Regions from separate parts of the Mus musculus genome. Here all the other regions are linked to region 7. A link is a contact called in public promoter capture Hi-C data. All regions are on one chromosome and are shown on one strand. The core of a region is the stretch at or near the end of the contact, and the rest is flanking DNA. Distances in the headings are between cores, read along the strand shown.

The links. Promoter capture Hi-C pulls out the DNA fragments that hold promoters and counts their contacts.
Region 1: a promoter capture Hi-C map of pre-B cells shows a contact between it and region 7, with 3 times the contacts expected there. The contact joins the promoter of Ip6k1 here to the promoter of Ptpn23 in region 7. A contact is called at or near these places in 3 of 39 promoter capture datasets (liver, neutrophils and pre-B cells).
Region 2: a contact with region 7 is called in a promoter capture Hi-C map of liver, with 3 times the contacts expected there. The contact joins the promoter of Mon1a here to the promoter of Ptpn23 in region 7. A contact is called at or near these places in 4 of 39 promoter capture datasets (the C10 cell line, liver and pre-B cells).
Region 3: a contact with region 7 is called in a promoter capture Hi-C map of liver, with 6 times the contacts expected there. The contact joins the promoter of Camkv here to the promoter of Ptpn23 in region 7. A contact is called at or near these places in 6 of 39 promoter capture datasets (hippocampal neurons, liver, neutrophils and 2 more).
Region 4: a contact with region 7 is called in a promoter capture Hi-C map of pre-B cells, with 8 times the contacts expected there. The contact joins the promoter of Hyal2 here to the promoter of Ptpn23 in region 7. A contact is called at or near these places in 4 of 39 promoter capture datasets (the C10 cell line, hippocampal neurons, neutrophils and 1 more) and 2 of 9 other capture datasets (adipose tissue and liver).
Region 5: a promoter capture Hi-C map of pre-B cells shows a contact between it and region 7, with 2.7 times the contacts expected there. The contact joins the promoter of Apeh here to the promoter of Ptpn23 in region 7.
Region 6: a contact with region 7 is called in a promoter capture Hi-C map of liver, with 4 times the contacts expected there. The contact joins the promoter of Slc38a3 here to the promoter of Ptpn23 in region 7. A contact is called at or near these places in 3 of 39 promoter capture datasets (liver and pre-B cells).

The regions. Positions count from the first base shown.
Region 1 is chr9:108,001,215-108,003,914 of GRCm38.p6, reverse strand. It overlaps Ip6k1 (inositol hexaphosphate kinase 1), which reads right to left and starts at 1,267. Exons shown (of 6, transcript NM_013785.2): 1 at 1,093-1,267. It overlaps 4930535L15Rik (RIKEN cDNA 4930535L15 gene), which reads left to right and starts at 1,496. Exons shown (of 4, transcript NR_166685.1): 1 at 1,496-1,639.
Region 2 is chr9:107,886,868-107,889,567 of GRCm38.p6, reverse strand. It overlaps Mon1a (MON1 homolog A, secretory traffciking associated), which reads right to left and starts at 1,439. Exons shown (of 6, transcript NM_028369.3): 1 at 1,166-1,439.
Region 3 is chr9:107,934,510-107,937,209 of GRCm38.p6, reverse strand. Camkv (CaM kinase-like vesicle-associated) reads right to left here and starts at 1,290. Exons shown (of 11, transcript NM_145621.2): 1 at 1,159-1,290.
Region 4 is chr9:107,567,851-107,570,550 of GRCm38.p6, reverse strand. Hyal2 (hyaluronoglucosaminidase 2) reads right to left here and starts at 1,388. Exons shown (of 4, transcript NM_010489.2): 1 at 1,318-1,388; 2 at 1-447. The coding sequence starts at 401.
Region 5 is chr9:108,093,092-108,095,791 of GRCm38.p6, reverse strand. Apeh (acylpeptide hydrolase) reads left to right here and starts at 1,312. Exons shown (of 22, transcript NM_146226.2): 1 at 1,312-1,357; 2 at 1,433-1,565; 3 at 2,044-2,170. The coding sequence starts at 1,346.
Region 6 is chr9:107,666,104-107,668,803 of GRCm38.p6, reverse strand. It overlaps Slc38a3 (solute carrier family 38, member 3), which reads left to right and starts at 1,405. Exons shown (of 16, transcript NM_001199217.1): 1 at 1,405-1,500.
Region 7 is chr9:110,406,908-110,409,607 of GRCm38.p6, reverse strand. It overlaps Ptpn23 (protein tyrosine phosphatase, non-receptor type 23), which reads left to right and starts at 1,398. Exons shown (of 25, transcript NM_001081043.1): 1 at 1,398-1,574. The coding sequence starts at 1,491.

The DNA of each region.
Region 1 (2,700 bases), core at 18-2,517, 2.4 Mb after region 7:
TACGAGCACACCTCCTGCTTGGCCTCCTTAATCGTCTTTTGTGGGTTTCATATGACGACAACATACAAGACACCTGTGTGGCGAACCTAAGGGACCCTGGGTAAAAATGTGATTTACAGCAGCCAGGACCCTTTCTAGAGCTGCATACTCTTTTGGGGATTGCCAGCCCCGCCTCCATCTTGACTCTAAGCTTGACTCGCTGTTTTCATCAAGCATCAACAGCTTTCAGCTCTGCTTTTGTCTGCAGACAGGGTCTTGCTAGGTAGCTCTGCCTGGCCCGCCCGCAACCCATGGCAATCCTCCTCCTTCAGCCTAGTGCATGAGCTCCCATACCCTAGTTCAGTTTTTGTTTTTAATAGTCCCAACACTCCTACGTCTCCTAACGGACTGTCTCTTTAAGAGACAAAATTAATCAAATCATCATCATCCTTATCCTCCTAAACCACATACTCCAAGTCGAGCACCAAACAACTTATACCCCAAATAAAACTCTGCCACTGTGGACATTTAGCTAGGTTCTTCAAGAAGCAGTAAACAGTGAGCCCTGAAGAGCACGGAAGACGCCGAGGGATCTCGGTGATGCCAGGCAGAGGATCATAGCCCTACCAAAAGCACAGGGCCCCGATACCACCCTCCTTGGCTCAGAAGGCATTTTAGGCCTGTTTCGTCTCATCTTAGTCTCAAGCGGCCTGAAAATTTACTCGCAGGAGTATGAAATCTTAAGAGCGACGTAACGTTTATCGCTGATTTGGAGGAACGTTACGGCCGGGAGAACGAGCTGGCAGCAACCACGTCTCAGCACGCCGGCTCTCAGGCACCCAGGGATTCGGTCTGAAAGGCAGGTTTCCCGGTACCCCGCCGGCCGGTCCCAGGGCTCAGGGCTCTCCGACCTCCACCCGGGCTGCCCACCCAGCCTCCGTGTCAACATCTGGGAGGCTCGGCGGAAGGCCAACCAGGATGCTGGAATGATGTTCCAGTGATGCTCGCCCCAAGTCCCGACCCTACCTACGCGCGCCAGCAACAACCCCGCGCCCGCCGCCACCCTCGCCGTGGGTGTCGGGCGGGTCTTTTGGCCCGACTCCTGTCACTCACCGGCCCGACTCGGGCAGCGGGCGCCCAAGGCTCCCCACGGGAGCTGGGCCCCCCGGGCCTCCAGGTCTCGGCCCGCCCCCCTGGCAGGCGGCGCTGGTGGCTGAGCCCCGCAGCAGCGGCCCCTCACCGGCCGCTCGGTCCAGCTCCTGGCGCTGCCCACTGGGTACGGATCAACAACAAGATGGCGGCCAGCCGAGGGGGCGGGGGCCGGGCGTCATAGTAACCAAGGACAGCAAAGAACCCGCCCCTAACTGAGGTTATCTCCAATCAATAGCCTCTTCTTGGGACGCCTGAAGGAGTTCTTCGCGTTGATTCGTCAACTGTTCCGTCAGTCAGGGCGTGCCTCTCGTGCAGAATGCCTGGGGCACGTGACTGTGACGGCAGGAATTGACGCATGCGCGCCATTCTCAGGTTTGCTAGCAGTGGAGCTTTTAGCAGCGATGGGGGTGATGCTGGAGAGCCCTTCGTTTTCTCACCTGCGCAATCGTTTCGGTTTTGAGCTGGCAGCGTTTATCATCCTCTCGCACACACTTAGGGAATGTCATAGGTACGGTATTTGCTTTGTCCCCTGCCTCTGTGCTTGGGATCGTCCCTAGTTAACTGGTGAGGAAACTGAGGCGCAGAAAAGAGCCTGAGCCAAGGTCACACAGTCTTAGGAAGTGGTGGCGATGGGTCCTTCTACTCTTCTAGCTCCGGAGTTAGTGTTTTCTAAGCGTCTCCCAGCGTTGTCTCTCACCAGTCCCGAGGCACAGCCGTCTGTGCTACCTCTTCGATTTCGGCTTCCCCTTTCCCCGGCTTATTTTGCATAAGAATTCAATCTGCAACCAGCTCAAGTCTCAGCACATAGTGATCGCTCTTATTTGCCTCAGAGCACCGTTAAGTTCCTGTGACACAGTGTCTTTTTGCCCTTGGCTATCATGATCTATCTCCAAGGCAAACTATGAGTCCGAAAATGACCATCCCTTGTTCTCCATAAGTAGACACCTAACCCGGGGCTTTTGGCTTCAAGGTTAGGATACATCACAGCACCTGGTCCCACACCAAAACGCCCTAACTCTGAGAACTTTGAGCTTTAGCTTCTCTTTAGTTGCTCTGTCTATAAAATGAAGATGAACAAGAAACAGACTTAATAAGCTCTTAGAGTAAGCCAAGTACTCAGGAAAAAACACTTATAGCCGCTCAGGCTGCTGAAACTGAAGTCTCTAACACTCTTCTTTTGATAGACACCCCATTAAGAGAGATGGTTCAGTGGTTAAGAGTACTTGCTGTTCTCACAGAGAACCTGGGTTCTGTTCCTAGCACCCACATCACCCAGCTCAAAGCTTTATGGGGGGTCTAACACCCTCTTCATGGGCACCAGCACACATGTGGCATATATTCATACAGACACACATACATATAAAACTAATTTTTAGAGTTTTTCTTAGGCAGAGCATGGCAGTATACACCTTCAATCTCTTGAGGGGCAGAAGCAAGCCAATCTCTTGACTTTGAGGATAGCCTGGTCTACATAGTGTGTTCTAGGCCAGCCAGGGCTACATCATGAGACCCTGACTCTAAAATAATAAAGCCCAGGTCATTTTTCCCCTCACAGAGGGCATTCATATT
Region 2 (2,700 bases), core at 190-2,689, 2.5 Mb after region 7:
GTGCTTCTGAGGGTTAAATAAATCCAGTGTTCCTGAGTGTCCCCAGCATAGGACCTGCACAGGGAACGGAGCAGGGCCAGCTGTCTAGAGCTAGCCGGTGCTTTTTTTTTTTTTTTTTTCCACAAAAGTTCTCCTTCTATGTGAGATCATATAGCATTTTTATCCTCTCCAAGGTCAGTCTGGGGTTCCAACCAGAAGGCCTGGTGAAGCGAACCGTTTTCTGGATACCCACACACTCAGGCAAGAAGGCTGAGTGGAGCAGATAAAGCCCACCTCCCACCTCCAATAGACTTTGATTTCTGCAGCAAGTGCTCCTGGAAAAGCTGGTCCTGAGCCGTTATGCAAGGGAGGTGTCTGAGAACAGCTCCAGTGGTCTCTACAGGAACACTTTTTAGGCAGTTCCTCTAAGTGCTCCCAGGGCATGCAACTTTTCCTAGAAGCCTCTAGCAGAGCCTATGAACAAAATCACCAAGAACAAAAACAAACAAACAAACAAAAAGCTGATGCTGTCCCTCCTTCCAATGCGCCTCCCTCCTTCAGATTGCTCCTGAGAGAGGAGGGTCTTGCAAAAGCCCCTCCTTACTAGCTTCAAACAACCTTGATCTTTTTTCCTGTTCTAACAGCGCTTCAAATTTGATCTTGACCCCTTTGGTCCACTTGGGAGGACGACTCAGAAAGTCTGACAGTCAGGGCTCAATTGGGACTGTGATGTGGCTGCTTCAGCAGGATGCCTCCAGGATCTACAATGAGCCTAGTTCCTTGTCACCTCTAGAGGCCACTCCCCTTCCTGACAAAGGCTGCTCACAGTTCCCAAGCAAACTCTACCTAGAAAGGGTTGGCTCACCCTTTCAGACCTGCCTGCCTCGCTCCACCATCCTCCTTTTAAAGAGAACTCTGTGGGCCGAATATGTCCGAATTGGGGGTTGGTGTCTGCTGCCTATGGGACATTGCTCTCCCGGCCAAAGGATGAGTTCTCGCCTCATCTTTCTTAGTGCCTAGCTGGGACCAGCCGGCTAAAGGACCCCAAAGAGCCGCAGTACCCCTATCGGGGCAGTAGATGGCCGGGACACCCCCCCCCCCTAGTTTTCAAGCCCCTCCCTCTAAAGATGACAGCTTGCCCGCCTCTCGCCGCCCCCAGGCCACGTGGGTTAGCAGTCGAACTCACCTGTTTCTTGGGGAAACACAGGACCTACCGAGGGTACCAGTCACTGCCCTCTGCCAGACCCCTGGGGAGATATAAGTGTCCAGCAGTGCCTGGCCTCAGAGTGCAACTTCGCGGGGCTACCGCCCCTGGAGGATACAGACATGGCCACAGCGGAGGAACCGATCTCTCCTGCCGACCCTTAACCGGCCACCGGCGCAGGAAGACAGCTTTCACCGGCCTCTGGTGGCGGAGGCCCGGTTCCAGCCTCTTGGCCAGCCCCAGCCCGCCCCTGTGTGCATTGTGGGAAATGTAGTCCGTAACTCTCCGCAGCCTTAAAGCTGCGGGAGCGGTTCCGGGCTCCCGAGCCTGGCGATGCCAGAGGCGGGGTCTGACCTAGGACCCGGGTTGCCTCACCTGGCACCGCCTTCTTCCGTGTCTTAGAGGCGGGTCCTCTACCCTTCCCCCCAAACACCCACTAGATGTTTACTTTAAGGGACCAGAACGAACGTCAGTATTTCCCCACCGATCATGGAAAGATGATAAGTTTAGGGAGCTGGATAAATGCCACTAGTGAGCACAACCACATAGACTGTACAAGACGCGGACGTGTTGAAAAGACTCAAAAATTGTTGCTTAAAAAGACCTTAAGTCTGGTCACAGTATATTATTTTAAGGCAATAGAAAGCACAATTCTCAACAATTCACATAAACTGACCCGGGGAGCTTTTAAAAAAACATTAATGCCTGGACACTATCCTATAGATTTTTACTTAATGGGATGAATGTGAGGTACGAGGCATCGGAGTTGTTTGAAAAAGCTCCTGGGTGATTTCTAAGGGCAAGGAACCACTGCTTATAATTTCCTAGACACAAAGTAATAAAAACAGGAAAACAAGTTTTCCCAGCAGCCCTTATTTCTGGTGAATAGTTTGAAGAAGCAAAATTAGGGAATGGCTAGTATTACTTATATTTTATCTGAAGCAATTTGCTTACTTTTCAAGCTTCATGGTTAGTCATCCCAATAGTTCTGAGATAAAGGACAAAGTCAAAAACCTCTGACTTTTCCTTGCAGTTTGACAGGCTCCCTAAGGAGGTCGGAGAAGTTGGGGATCTCTCTCTTCTCTCTCTTCTCTTCTCTCTCTCTCTCTCTCTCTCTCTCTCTCTCTCTCTCTCTCTCCCTCCCTCCCTCCCTCTCTCCCATGCGAATTTGAAATCTGGCTCCATAATACTGGCATATGTGTGCTCTCTCTCTCTCTTTCTCTCTCTCTCTCCCTCCCTCCCTCTCTCCCATGCAAATTTGAAATCTGGCTCCATAATACTGGCATATGTGTGACTGACATGATGACAACCTGTGACCTTTTCCTGGAGATAGTTTCCACAGGGTTACCAGACCCTTAAATGCTGGGTAAGGGAAGCGTCCCATGTGAGAGGGAGTTCGTTCCTTTGCAGTGGAGACTGAGAAGGGGAGTGGAACTTCTCCAAGTCTCCATAGGTCTTTCAGGATTTCCTCTCTTTGCTTGCTCTGGCTTCCAGGTTCCTACCTTGAAGCAAATATA
Region 3 (2,700 bases), core at 41-2,540, 2.5 Mb after region 7:
GTCCCATCCTGGCTATGAAGGGAATGGAGATACTAATTTCCAAGTTAGGAAAGGGAGGCTCAGAAGTCACTGAATCTGCCAGTAATCAACTCAGAGGGGGAGGGGAAGCCAGCCTACTTCTGCAAAGGTGGTCCTGGGGGCCCCAAAGCCTGAGCCTGTGTTTGGAGGCTGGTGTGCAAAAGACCCACTAGAGTCGTATAGACCAGCTAGGAGCTTTTGGTGAGGAAAAGGGGGCCCTGTTCTCTAGGAAGGAACCTGCTAGAACAGGTTTGGGGTCGGGGAGCAGTTGGCAGCCCTTCATGGGGCTGGGGCTCAAAAGCCCAGGGTCTCCTGTCAAGCAATAGCAAGCTGAAAAAGACAGAGAGGCTAACGCTTTAATTGTCCCCTGCGACTCCAGGCAGAGTCCCTGCTCTTCACCATGGTACCACTCTGACCCCCTTCCCCAGTGCTGCTGGCTCGCCCCCGCTGGCACAGCAACACACATGCGGGAGGCACACGTGTGAGCAGCAAGCCCCGCACCTCCCAGCAGAAACATGTGCGCCCCGCACCCCCACCTCGCACGTGTGTCAGTGCGCTGCGCCCCCACCTCCCTTGACAAAAGACCCTCAGAAGGCTTGGAAGCCTGAACTTAGCTTGGGGGCCAATAGTCCACTCGGGCTTAGAACCTCCTCCCCCAGCCCCGCAGCAGCCCCGCCCAGCCCCCTCCGGATTGTCGCCCATAAAGAACTCTCCGTTGTCATGGAAATTAGTGACTGCCAAACCAGAGGGAGGGGGCCCCCAGGGGCAGTTGGGGAGGGGCTGAAGACCGCTCTAGGAGCGAGGATGGACCGCTCGGCCCTTGGCCCTTTACCCCTATAAGGGGCACCACGAATCTTCGAGGGTTTATGTTTTTTACAATTCGGAGCTGCAGAGGCTTTCTCTGGGACCCTCCCAAGCCGTCAGAGGTAATGGGGAACTTTAGCCCAACCCCGCACGCCACCCCACCTCGCATCTGCAGAAACGGTGCGCTGTGCCCCTGCTTGGGACCCCCAGAGTCCTCGCGGTGATCGCGCGCATCCTGCGCGGGGATTCTCTAACCAGGGAAACAATCTCCCAAGGCCCCCCAACGTGCATCCAGGAGGCGCCCTCCCCACCGGCCCAGCCCTCCCTGCTCCGCACCTGCAAAGCTGGTCGGTCACAGGCAGGAAGCGATAACCCGCTCAGCAGGGCTCCGGGGGCGGCGGGCAGAATCCGCTCCGGGCACGCGGGGCAGACGCGGCGCCAGCTGCAGCCGCTTCGACTCCAGAACCTCCAGCATCGCCAGTCGCTCTCTGGCAGCGGATTCGCACCCCGGGCCGGGGGCGGGCTGGGGGCGGGGCCTCCTCGCCCGGCCCGCCCCCACCCTGGCAGACCCGGAGACTGGAATCCCACTCGAGGGAGGGCGCATGCAGGTTGGCGGCGAACACCTGCTAGGCTCACTTAGGCCATCAGACTCAAAACCCAGCAACAGGAGGCGAAGGGGCCCTTCCTAATCCCGAAGTAAGGAGTTAGGAGTGAGGACTTGGAGAAGAACCTGAGTCCTGGAACTGCACAGGAGTCTCCTGGCTAGAAGTAGTTTGCAGGAGACCAGGGCCCTGCCCAGTTCCCCAACCCTGATCCAAAGGGTTGGATCTACTTAGAACCACATGGGCAGTCCCTGGAGCACCTCCTAGACAGGAATAAACACACAGGACTATGTGTGCAATTGTGATCAATTTGGAAATGACAAGACAGTGAGGCCCTCAGACCATCCTACATCCAACTCCTGTGAAGCCAAAATCTTTCCCAACTAAATTACCAGCCTCATGGCTGGCTCAGTCAGTCCCCTCTGTATAGTTCTGAATTTCCCAAACTAAAAGTCACCTATGATGTAGCATGGGGTCTGCTTTCTTCTCTTTGTAATAATCCTTAAACATTTCCTAAGCAACATGACCCAGGTGACCTGGGCTAGGTTATGGTATTGTGGAAGTACTAGGAAGGAATTTCCAATGAAGTTCTTAACCATATTTCTGTCCCTTCTCAAGGAGGCAAGAGGACTGAAGGTCCATCCCACTGCCCATCAAGTCCTGAGGACCATCCTGAGACAATAAATAAAGGCCACATTTAGGTTTTCCATTGTCTGGACCCAGGCTCCATTCCATCTTACCCTGCTAGTGATCTGCCCGGCCCAGCCATCCTGGGAACAGGGTCACATGTTGAGCAAGCCTATTTGCATTACCACCCATAGCTGAGGACAGATGGGACCCAACAAGTGAAGAACTTGGGGCTGAAGCCAGAAGATTGCCAGAGAAATTGCTTCAGGGTTTCTGGATAACCTCTTCCAGAAGGGTTGTTGAGTTCTTCATGTCTTTCCCCGACTCTGGTCACTTCCTCTAGGCCATGTTATCATTGTATCTGGGCCCCTGAGTACGAAGAGTCTTGGCCATTAACATCCATCCCAGTACTGGATAGGAACCTTTTGGCAAACTTGACAGAGCCTATGTCTAATCTCACAATGCTCAACTAATGTTTGCAGAAGGAAGGAAAAGCCTGGCATGCAGTCTTTTCTATTATCCCTAATACAATGAGCCTCCAAGTTTATGTTGTAGCCAAGACATGGCTGGCAGAACCGACATACCTCAAACACATCTTCTATCTTTCTTGAGGATCACAATCTATCCAAGAATGGGGCCAAGAACCTGG
Region 4 (2,700 bases), core at 139-2,638, 2.8 Mb after region 7:
CAGTCAATGACTGCCAGCCCCCCAGGCTCCTGGGTCTGGATGTAGCGTTCCACAGATTCCTTCAGCATGGGCAGGTGTGCACAGAGGCTGCCGTTCTGAGGCACACCGCCATGCACAGATGTCCCGGCTGCATCAAAACGTGGATACAGGCCTAGACGGTCGTAGTAGAAGGTGGTGATATTCTGGTTGAAAAAACCCTCATTCGGTGTAGCCTTCACATCGAAGGCCCTAAGGTCCAGTGGCACTTTGTGGCGTGGGGCACATTCTTGTGTGGGCACGTTCCATGCTACCACAAAGGGTCGGCCAGTGAAGATGGGCGGCGCTGTGGGCTTAAGCTCCCCGGCCCATGCTACCTCCAGCACTAGGGCCAGTGTGATGATGGGACCTAGTCCTGCCCGCATGCTGGGGGCTACAGGAAGTGTTACCTGCCTGGTAGCAGCTCAGGAACTGAAGAAAGTGTGAGAGAGAACAAGTCAGTCTAGCAAATTCCAGAGATGTGTACGCACCTTCATCCCACATAAACTCCCCAAACCCATACTGTGCGGCACACCATGCTCCTGCTCAGATGGCCGAGGCTGTAACAGGTTTGGGAGATAGCAGGATGCTGATGGGTAGGCAAAAGACCTTAGGGAATTTACCGAAACCACAGAGCTCTTTCTAGAGCAGGGAGCTGCCCGTGGTTGGGCAAGAATCTCCTTTAGGTCCATGTCCTTTCTGAAAAAGGGACTGATTAGGCTACCGACTCACTGCTAGAGTCACTTACATGCCTGTATACCATACAGTAAATAGTTTTAAAACACTCTGAACACCCCATGTCCCCCACCCTCATTACGAACTCAGAATTGATTCTGAGAAGAGACAGCATTTGGGGCACAACGCATACAGAAGCTGGGAAGCTGTTAGGTACACTGCAGAGGAACTGGTATCTGTGCAATGTGCGCCAAGCAGAAGAGCAAGAACGTCAGGACTTAGTCTCGGGCACCGACACTCTTAGGATAGGAGGAGGCGCCCCGGGGACAAAGGGGCAGCGGACTTCCCACCGCGGTGCTCGCCGACCTGCCCTTCCCACCACAGCCACCAAGAATCTGTGTGAGCACTTCGCGACCGGCCCACACCCTCACCTCCCAGCACAAGGGGTCCCGGGTAAAGAGTATTCCACTCCGGTCTTTGTGCGGGACCCCGCCCCCGCCCCGCACGTGGGGCCAGAGTTCAGCCGGGTGGGGGTGGGGTTCCTGGGTCACTTATGAGGGCGCCCCTAGAGATTCAGAGCCCATCTCACAGGAAGAGAGTCACCAGGCTTGCGACGCCCGCCCTCACCTCGAACCAGGCGCCACCAGGACCCACGCCAGGGCCGCCGCCATCCTGGTACCAACCAAGCCCGATCCGGCCCTTCGCCCAAGCACTGCCCCAGCTCGAGCCTCTGTTGGCTCCGCCCCGAGGCCCGCGGGCCCTTTAAGAATCCTGCCTCGGAGGTGGGTGGATGGCAGAATTTACGGCCTCGTAGGGAGGGTGTGTTTCTCTTCCTTTTTGCCAGTGCTGCGTTTCGAGTTCGAGGACCCTTAGATCTTCTGTAGAGGAACATAGTTATGTATCTGAGATTGAATACCTCCTGGAATGGGGATTCCCGCTGGTTTTAGCCACCAGAGCTAACCAGCCTGAGATATTACCCCCACAATCTGTCGTCAGTGGAACAATCCACTCTTTGCAGCTGGCCTCTTAAAGGGATAGAACATTGGATGGGGCGGGCGCGAGCGGAATGAGGGGGTAGTGGTGGTAATGGCATTTGAAATAAAAGCTTATAGCTGAAGCCTTGACTGGGGGTAGCTGCGGATTCAATCCCACCTGTCTGAATATGGACTCTAGCAAAGTGGGCCCTTTGTCTAGTGTAAGAGATTTTGACACGAGTGGATCCAGAACCTCTTGGAACATTAATGACCCGCCTTCGCTGAGCCCAGGTTCCCTCCACTAGTCTGTCTGCGGTCAGAAGGAAGCCCCGCCTTTTGTTTTGCCCGTCTAGAGGAGGGGGCCTAGTACAGCTTCTGAGCCCTCCTTTGGCAAAGCAGACATAGTGGTTGTCCTGGTAACCAGGGGGGTGGGTCGCTGCCTTGCCAAAGGGATTGAAGTTCAGTCGGGCCAAAGGGGAAAGTGATCTAGCCACTTTCACCGGATCCACGCCAGGGCTTGCCAATTTACTGGATTCTCCCCGGACCAGTCTCTGCGACGAGGTGAAGGTGGGATGGTTGTCCATAGGGGTACCCACTCAACTCCAAATAAAGAGCAATTTGCCAAAGTTTCGGGCCTGACTTCGTAGAAAGGAGGCTTCAGTGTCTCCCTAGTACCCCGACTCCATATTCTGAACCTTTCTGCCTTGCAATCCCCTTCCAGTGAGGACTAGGTTTAGACCTGTACCCTCGCCTCTTAGATCTGCTCTCCAATGCACGACTCAAATCTCCGAAAGTCCGCTTCTGGCCGCCAGCCCCTTTCCCTACCGCAAGCTTGGAAGCTAGGGAGCGCCGCAGGAGTACACGCATTTATGGCAGTGCGGACTAGCTTTATGTACTACTCTGCGCTCACCTGAGTAGAGTCTCTCCAGCCAGGTTCCTTGCGCCAGCTGCTGCCCTCTGGGCAGTCTGCTGGGGATTTGATAAACCCCATTCCTTCCCACCCACTCCCTCCCGCCTCCCATCCCTGCTCTTTCTC
Region 5 (2,700 bases), core at 63-2,562, 2.3 Mb after region 7:
GAGCTAGATGGGCAAGTGCTGCCCCCTGGTGCTATCAAACAAGCTTTACATCTGCCTACCTTGTTCGAAACTCCCCCCCCCCCCCCAGTCCCCCATGGCTGAGACTTTAATCCTTAGTATAGTCAAGAATAGTTCAAGCTGGATATCATAGCCCACACATTTAATCCCAGCTCTTGGGAGACAGAGATAGGTGGGTCTCTGTGAGTTTGAGGCCAGAACTACGTAGAGAAACTAAACAAATATAAGTTAAGCAGCACTAGAAAATAAGAAACAGAGATTAAAGAGTATCAATTTTGCCTCAAGTAAGAAAGAAAGCACTCATTCAAGGGGGCCCATAGCTGGTCTAAAAGACCAGCCACTCTCAAGCTATATGGAGGAGGGGGAGATACCTACTGTTGCCCAACCACTCTTGCTCTCTGCTGTCACCTAAGTCAACCTAGTCCTGTGTCGTGTGCAGGAGACTGTCTGCCTAGGCTCTTCTTTCCACAGCACGCTCGCTGCTCTTAGGTGAAGTCTGACCCTCCACATCGGCCCTTGGAGTAGGTTGAGACCCAGTCGGCTCACGATCCGCAGCAAGGAGCTTCTGAGAAGGGCGGGTTAAGGCTGTGGCAACAGATAGCTTTAGGGGCAAGTCTGGTGATTGATAAGCCAGGGTAGCACCCAGAGAGTTCAGCACCGCCCTTTGCCCGGCGCCCCAGGGCTCCACCCGGGAACCTAAGTTTCCCACTCCTAATCGCCTGGCTTGCAGTAGATGGGGAGAGCGCTGAAAGAGATCCCTGCGACTGAGGCGCCCCGCAACATTCCGCTTTCACAGACCCGCTAGTCTCTGTATTCGGTTCCCACCCGTCCCCGCCCCCGCCCCCGCCCCCTCATCCTTAAGGATCATTAGTGTTCCTCCGAAGCCCCACCCTTCGAACGCTCAGGGCTTTCTCTCTGATCCCGCAGCTTTCAGCTCACAGTCGGCTGGAGTCCAATCCTACTTCCTTCACTCCTCCCAGACCTGCCCTGTCTCTGAACACCGGCTCTGTATTCTGCTGCTATACGTCCGCCCTCACTCCTCGGAGCCTCCCCTCTCTAAAAATCCCAGGACTCGACTCCCTGATTCTGCCTCCCACTTGCCTAGTCTTCGACTGAATTTTTGTTTCCCGCTCCTCCCCTCCGGGCGGCTCCTTCGTAGGCCCCGCCTTCTTACTATCCAGGCCCCGCCCCCTGCCGACTGGCCGGAGCTTATACAGGGCCCTGCGGGTCCCAGGTCGCCACTGAGTGTAGCGGAAACTGGGGACCGCCTTAGGCCCCGCCCCCGGAGCTTCACTTCCGGGACTTAGCTGCTACCGAAAGACCGACTATGGAGCGTCAGGTGAGGGCTCGGCCCGTGGCCCCCGTGGCCTCCGTAGCCCGGGCTGAGCCTGACCCTGGTGTGTCCCCTGCGCAGGTGCTGCTGAGTGAGCCCCAGGAGGCGGCAGCGCTGTACCGGGGCCTTAGCCGCCAGCCTTCGCTGAGCGCCGCCTGCCTGGGCCCGGAGGTCACCACGCAGTATGGGGGCCTCTATCGGACTGTGCACACTGGTGTGTAGACCGAGGGAACTGGGTGGCGACGGGCCGTGCATCCAGGTGGAGAGATGGGGACTGTGGAGGGCACGCTGCTTGACACGGGTTTGGGGAGGAAACCCAACTGTAGTTCCTGCGCACAGGTGTTTTGGGGGCTGCACTAGCCTTACTGATAAATAATTCCGTAAATGAGTTGAAGGTGTGGGAGTAAAATTCAGACCTGAGTGCAAGGTGTGGGCCTCGCAGGACTCTCCGGCCCTTACATTCTACAACCCAACAACAGCTATGTTGCCCTTAAAATTCTGTGGTTGGTAGTGGGTTCTCTCTGACCGTCAGCTCAGGCTCTGGGAGCCTAGGCTTAGGTTATATTAAGTGAAGTGTTGTCCAGGCTATACTCAGGCTGTCCGGAGACAGACTGGGAAAGATAGGCCTTGATTGGTGGGCAGTGGTCCAAACTGGCCCAGACAAGTTGAGCAGCCCCCTGCCTCCCTTGCAGAGTGGACTCAGAGGGACTTGGATCGAATGGAGAACATCCGATTCTGCCGCCAGTACCTAGTGTTCCATGATGGAGACTCGGTGGTGTTTGCCGGGCCTGCGGGCAACAGTGTGGAAACCCGGGGGGAGTAAGTGTGACAGGAGCAGTCTGTAGACAAGACCGCAGCCACCTGCCTTGCTAGCCTTTCATAAATGTCGCCATGTGTCCTTAGGGTGTTGTGCTCTGTGCCTATCCCCTTCAGGGACAACTTTGGGTGGCTTCAGGGGAGCAAAGAGCAAGGTGCCTGACCCCTGAGAGCTTGTCTGGTCTCTGGAGACATGGCCTGATAAATACTAGGAGCTTCTTCTAAACTAGGGCCTAGGTCCCTAGGACTCTGGAGACAGTCGAGTCAGTAACCTAAGGAAGAGAAAAAAGGCCAGCCAGCTTGAGGCTGGGAGTGCTTCATGGGCTGGTATGATTTCAGAGTCCCAGTTAGCTGGGAGATAGCCTCCTGTGCGGCCAATTCTGATTTTATAACGCCAGACCTAAAAGGGCTTATAAAGAAAGGAGAGAGAGACAGACAGACAGACAGAGACAGAGACTCAGCTAAGAGGTTGTGACCAGTAAGGGGGCCAGCACAAGGCTGTTGGGGGGGACGACTTGGCACCTTCCTGACCT
Region 6 (2,700 bases), core at 156-2,655, 2.7 Mb after region 7:
CCTCGGGGCTGGGATTGCAGGCATGTGCCACTCTACCTGTTTCTCATGCTGTTTTAGAGGTTGGGAGTCTAATGGCCCTTCACAATGTGGTAAGTAAGCTCTGGTCTGGCAATTATGTCAGCCTTGGGTAAGGATGCAAATCTTTCCTTCCTGTCATCTAGCTACCGGAAAGGTAGGCTTGGATGGCCTGTGTTCCTGGAGTTGTTGTCACCCCAGGGCCTGTTTCCTTAGGCCCTCAGCTCCCTGGCCCTCTTAGGCAGCATCTGGTCTTAGTTCATGGCTTTCACTTTACCCCACCCCCACCCCCTTCTCTCAGGCCAAAGGGCAAGACGACCATTTCTTTCTGATACAGAGGGAAACTGAGGCACGCTTGGGCTTGGCTGTGCTAGTGTTATGAGTCAGCAGGAAGGGAATCCAGGGCTTCGGGATTTGAGGAGTCCCGACTCCCAGCCTCAGGCAGGGAAGCATGAGACCCGGCCTCTGAAGGCATGCTTCACAGCGCCAGGAAGTAGATATGACATCAGGAGGTAGATATGACAAGAGAAGTCCAGCTTGGAGAGGAACAGCAGAGGCCATGGAATTAATCGGATCAGAGCCAGTGGCTGAGAAAAGAGAGGCACAGCTGTTGTCCCGGCCCCTTTAGCCTGAAAGGTCAACGCCTCCCCTAGCTCCCTACCCTCTGCCACCTGCCTCTGAGCACCGGAGCTGTAGGTGGGAATCAGGTAGAGGTGGCACTGACTACCAGCCAAGAAAGAGCCCTCCCTAAAATCTCTTTCTCACAAGTCCTGCCCCCGTTTCTGATGGGCAGGCTGACAGCAGTCACTCACTCGTAGAGTAGAGAGCATAGCGGTGCAAGGCTTGAAAAGACACAGTGCGATCTCCCCTTGTTTTCGCTGTCCTAGACCGTATTTGCTTCAGCCTCTAGGGTACTATCTCAGGGGAAGAAAAAAACTGATTGAGATAGCCCCTCCATCCACCCCTGCTAAGCAAAGGCGGTCGACCCAGGCAAGGTAGAAAAGGCGTAAGTCTGAAAGCCGTCCGTTCCAAGCCCCTCACTGAAGTTAAGCCTTCGGTATTCCTATTTCTTCTGGTTGAAGATCTCTTCGGGGATTTAGAGAAATGTAGGCAGAATGTTTCAGGGGTTCAGGGCAGTCACTGTCCTCACAAAGATCTCTGCTTTGACCTGAACCATCGCCCCGATCCTTCAAGGCTCTAGCGACCCCTCCCCAATCAGGCTCTCCCACCTATAGGCTTCGAGGTCACCAAGGGCACCGACTACCCCTTTGAGACAAGTCGGCCAGGCCCCCGCTCCTCCCCGGACCAGCCCCTCCTCCCTCGGGCAGCCTGGGATTGGCGGGCCGGGGGCGGGCCAGGGGCGGGGCCGGGCACCCTTCATCCCCTGCTGCTGCAGTTGCCGCTGCAGCCCTGCGCTCAGCCTGGAGCAGAGCGGATCTCACCCTCTGGAACGGAGTGTGCTGAACGTGCCCACCACGAGGCCAGGTACGGCCGGGGGATATAGAGCCACCAGCACAGGGGCGCTGGGCAGAAGGAGCCCACAATACCTCCCCCAGTGCATAGTCGGCTCTGGGAAGCTCTCCTTGTACCCCGAGACCCGGGCAGGCGTCTCAGCTTTCCGAGAGTCAGAATCTTGCGAGCTCCAGAGCACAGGTTTGTGAGCTTGCGGGTAGGCACCAGCTCCAAGCTTGCGCCAGGGTGCGGGGAGGGGCACCTCGTTGATTCCGCTTCTTGGTAGAGCCAAGCAGAACAGAAGGGGACAGCAGCCCGGGGTTAGATCCACAGAACACCTAGTTTGAAGCTCAGGAAACAGTGGACCGACTTCCTGAGTCAGGACCCGCGGGCACCAGCTAAAGAATGGCCGGGAGTAGACCCTGGAGCGCTGCCCCGACGGGCGCCTGAGAGGCAGATCCGCCGGTTGGCACGCCGGCGATCCGGGTATATTTATCCCGCTCTCTGGGCAGTTTGAGGGCAGATCGGGCCGGGACGCCTGAGGGGCCACGGGGTACATGCTGGCCCCAGAACCAGTGCCATTTGCAGTGAGGCCAGCGGGCACTGCCTGCTCTGGGTTTTTGTGACACTTAGGCTTGAGGGCGGGGTGCAATGGGCGCTCCTGTCCACCTGTGGACCTGGCTGGCCGAGGTGTGAGAACTAGCCAGGGCGCAGGACTCAGTTTTCATGAATGCGTGCCGTTTGTTTACACTAGAGAAGGGGGCCAAGGATGGAGCACGTGAGAACTGCGCCCCAAGCGCAGCTCCCCCTCGTCACGTGACCTGAGACCTGAATCCAGGTCTTCTTTCTCCTGTGTGCGGAGGGAGGGGGCTCTTGCACCCTGAGGAGTAACCACGAAGGACATCTCCATGGCACTTTAGCCCACCAGTCCTGTTCTTCCCCCTTTGCTTTCTCCACGTCCCGCCATTACATTGTCCCCTAAAAGAGACCCCTGGCACACAATCTGGGGTAGGGGCTTATTTTCCAGAAAAGAGGTCAGTCCCTTGGATGATTCGTTGTGTGATAGGGTGTTAGAAAGCTAGATAAATCCAAGGATCGTTCGATTTGGAAATAGGGAACATCTGCACAGCTGTGGAAACCTCCCCTAAGAAGCCCCATGATGGGAGAGATCAGGAGTGCATGAGGCCATGCCCGGCACTTTGGAGAGGCTGGGATGGCAGAACCAGGAATGCA
Region 7 (2,700 bases), core at 149-2,648:
TTTTGCTTGGCACATATGTATGTCTGTGTACCACATGTGTGCAGTGCCCACAGAACCCAGAAGAAGACTAAAGGTCTGGAACTGGAGTTATAGACTGCTGGGAACTGCCATGTAGATGCTGAAAATCAAAGCCAGGTCCTCTGGAAGAGCAGCCAGTGTTCTTAACAACCAACCCACCTCTCTAGACCCTAACATACTTTTAGTATGGAAATGTCTGTTACTTCTACAAAGAGGACGTGGGCCCTACCTGGGTCGGGGAAACCCGTCTTGTGAATCCAGAGTCTTTATTCTCGGGCTCTACATTGCCTCTAAATGCATCTGTCCTCATCTTCACACAAACTAGACCTGAAGTCTTGCGCTCCCTTCTACATGTTCCTCCCAATTTCCTCATGTCAGGTAACAGCCTGTCAGCTATCCACCTAAACCAGGCAGAAACTTGGAAATCAACTTTGATCTCATTCCCTAACATGTACCCACCCCAACTTAGGATACTTTTTTTTCAAAATAGTTCTCAGATGTTCCTCAAAGTGCATTATCTACCCACTTTTTTTTTTAAAGCCTTTTTCACCCAAAGCCACAATCACCGGTCTCCTAGAAGACTACAAAAGGTCACTCACTACTTTCTCCGTTTCCTTATTTTTAAAATTTGTTTGAGACAACGTATTGTTATGTTGCCCAGTCCAGCCTTGAAATGACCTAGTCTCTTCCCTCAATCTCCGGGGTGTCTCCATTATTTATGTCTAAAATTTAACAATACACACAACACAGCTTTAAAATTCCTGTTTCACAGGTGTCTCCAGAGACAAATGCTCGTCGCTGTATAGTTCCTTCCAGAGTCGCAGTCTTCTTAGGTGTTAACTTGGCTGTTCAATGTATCCTACTAAAAATCAAGAACTCCTCAGGCTGCAGAGGGTGGTGGTGTGGAGCAGTGTTCCTGCCCCCTCAACCGCGGACAGAAGGAATCCCTTGGCACTTTTAGCCTGAGTTCCATCCCGCCATACAGTTTGCATAGCTCATGGCTGTCTTCACAACCCCTCTCCCTAACATCACACTAGTCGTTCTCTATGCAGCACTAGTCCCCATCCTTCACCGCTCTCAAGATTTGGGAATTACAAATTCATGGGTGAGTTTTTGAAGGGCCCCCCCGGGAGGAAGAAGAACGTTACGCAAACCAGAAAATCCCAGCAAAGCCTCAAGCTTAGTGGAGGAGATCACTATTCCCAGAAGCCCCTTCACCGTGGATTGGGTCGTCTCTCCACCCAAGACCCTTCGCGCGAGAAGACCGAGCATGCGCGAAGAGGTGTGCGCATGTGCAAAAAGACTACCGGGGTGGGGGGGCCGGACTGCACCTCCCAACAGGCTGCGGGGGGAGTGCGTCACTCCGCGTGACGAGCAGCTTCCGGCGTGGAGGGGCGGGGTTGCGCGCGCGGCTGAAGCAGCTGCTGGACCTGGGAGGGGAGCGGCCCTAGGGCCGCTAGGCGCTACCCGCGATGGAGGCCGTGCCCCGGATGCCCATGATCTGGCTGGACCTGAAGGAGGCCGGTGACTTTCACTTCCAGTCTGCGGTGAAGAAGGTGAGCACACCTTCGCCGCGCATCTCCGTCGTCTGCCCGCGCGTGACGCCCCCCCTGCGCGCCTGTCCCTCCCCGGGTTCCGTCACAGGTCGGGCCAGGCGTTTTCCCTTAGGATGGCCCACCCCTCCCCGGCCGGCACATCATCGTTTTCTCCGACTGGCAGTGCATCATTATGGGGACCCTCTTCCGGACTTCTGTCCCAGACCACCCGCGTTTCTACCGAGGTTCAGCGCTTCCTTGCGATGACGCTCCTGGACCCAGCTCTGCCCTGTTCCTCCATGTCCAGGGAGCCCCCGCGGGGAGCGATGGCGGTCCAGGGTCTACGGAGTCCATGCTAGGCCCGGGCCTTGGTGGCCTCCCAGTTCAAGACTGGACTAGGAAAGAATGTGTGTTTAAGACCGGAGCCCGAGTGGTCCATAGGAATGTCTGGCTCTTAGAGTGTGTGACTGAGTGTGTGTCTGTGTGCAGTTGGATGTCTGACCCTCCAATTCTCTATGGTCTCCTGACAAAATTTCTGTTCCAAAGTTCCTTTGAACCAAAAAGACAGTTTCTTGTTGATGATTAGAGGGCTTGAATCACGCTAGGGCTCTTGGCATCCTATGAGTCATTGTGCTGGCTAGAGCAGTCGTTTGGAGCTCACTGAGGCAAGGGGTTTCCGTGGTGAGATCAGGTGTGGTGATGTGGAACTGGGTAACCTCCGAGAGGGCCGTAGCAGCAGTGGGCAGGTGGGGAGCTGGGAGGAGTCTTGGGGATTTAGCACAGCAGCGGTTGGAGTAGACAGTCTAGAATCCTTTACCACTCCGTGGTATTTAGGGAAAGGAGGAGAAAGAAAATGGGTTTGGAAGTAGTTTCCGATGGACTTGCCTCCTGGATTCTCTTCATATCACCACTTCCTCTGATCAGGCCCTACTTGCTTGAGGATAGGGTGAGGTGCATTCAGGTGCCGGGTGTGTGGATGTGGTGGTGGTCCAAGCTGTGAGTATCAGACCCAGACAGAGCCTGGCACAAGAAGCTAGGCAGGTGCTCTTCCACAGAGATATATGCCCCCAGCCCAGACTCCTTTCCCCACCTGTAAGACCAGCGTAGTAAGCCAATTGATCTAAATTTACAGACTTTTGTTAATTCT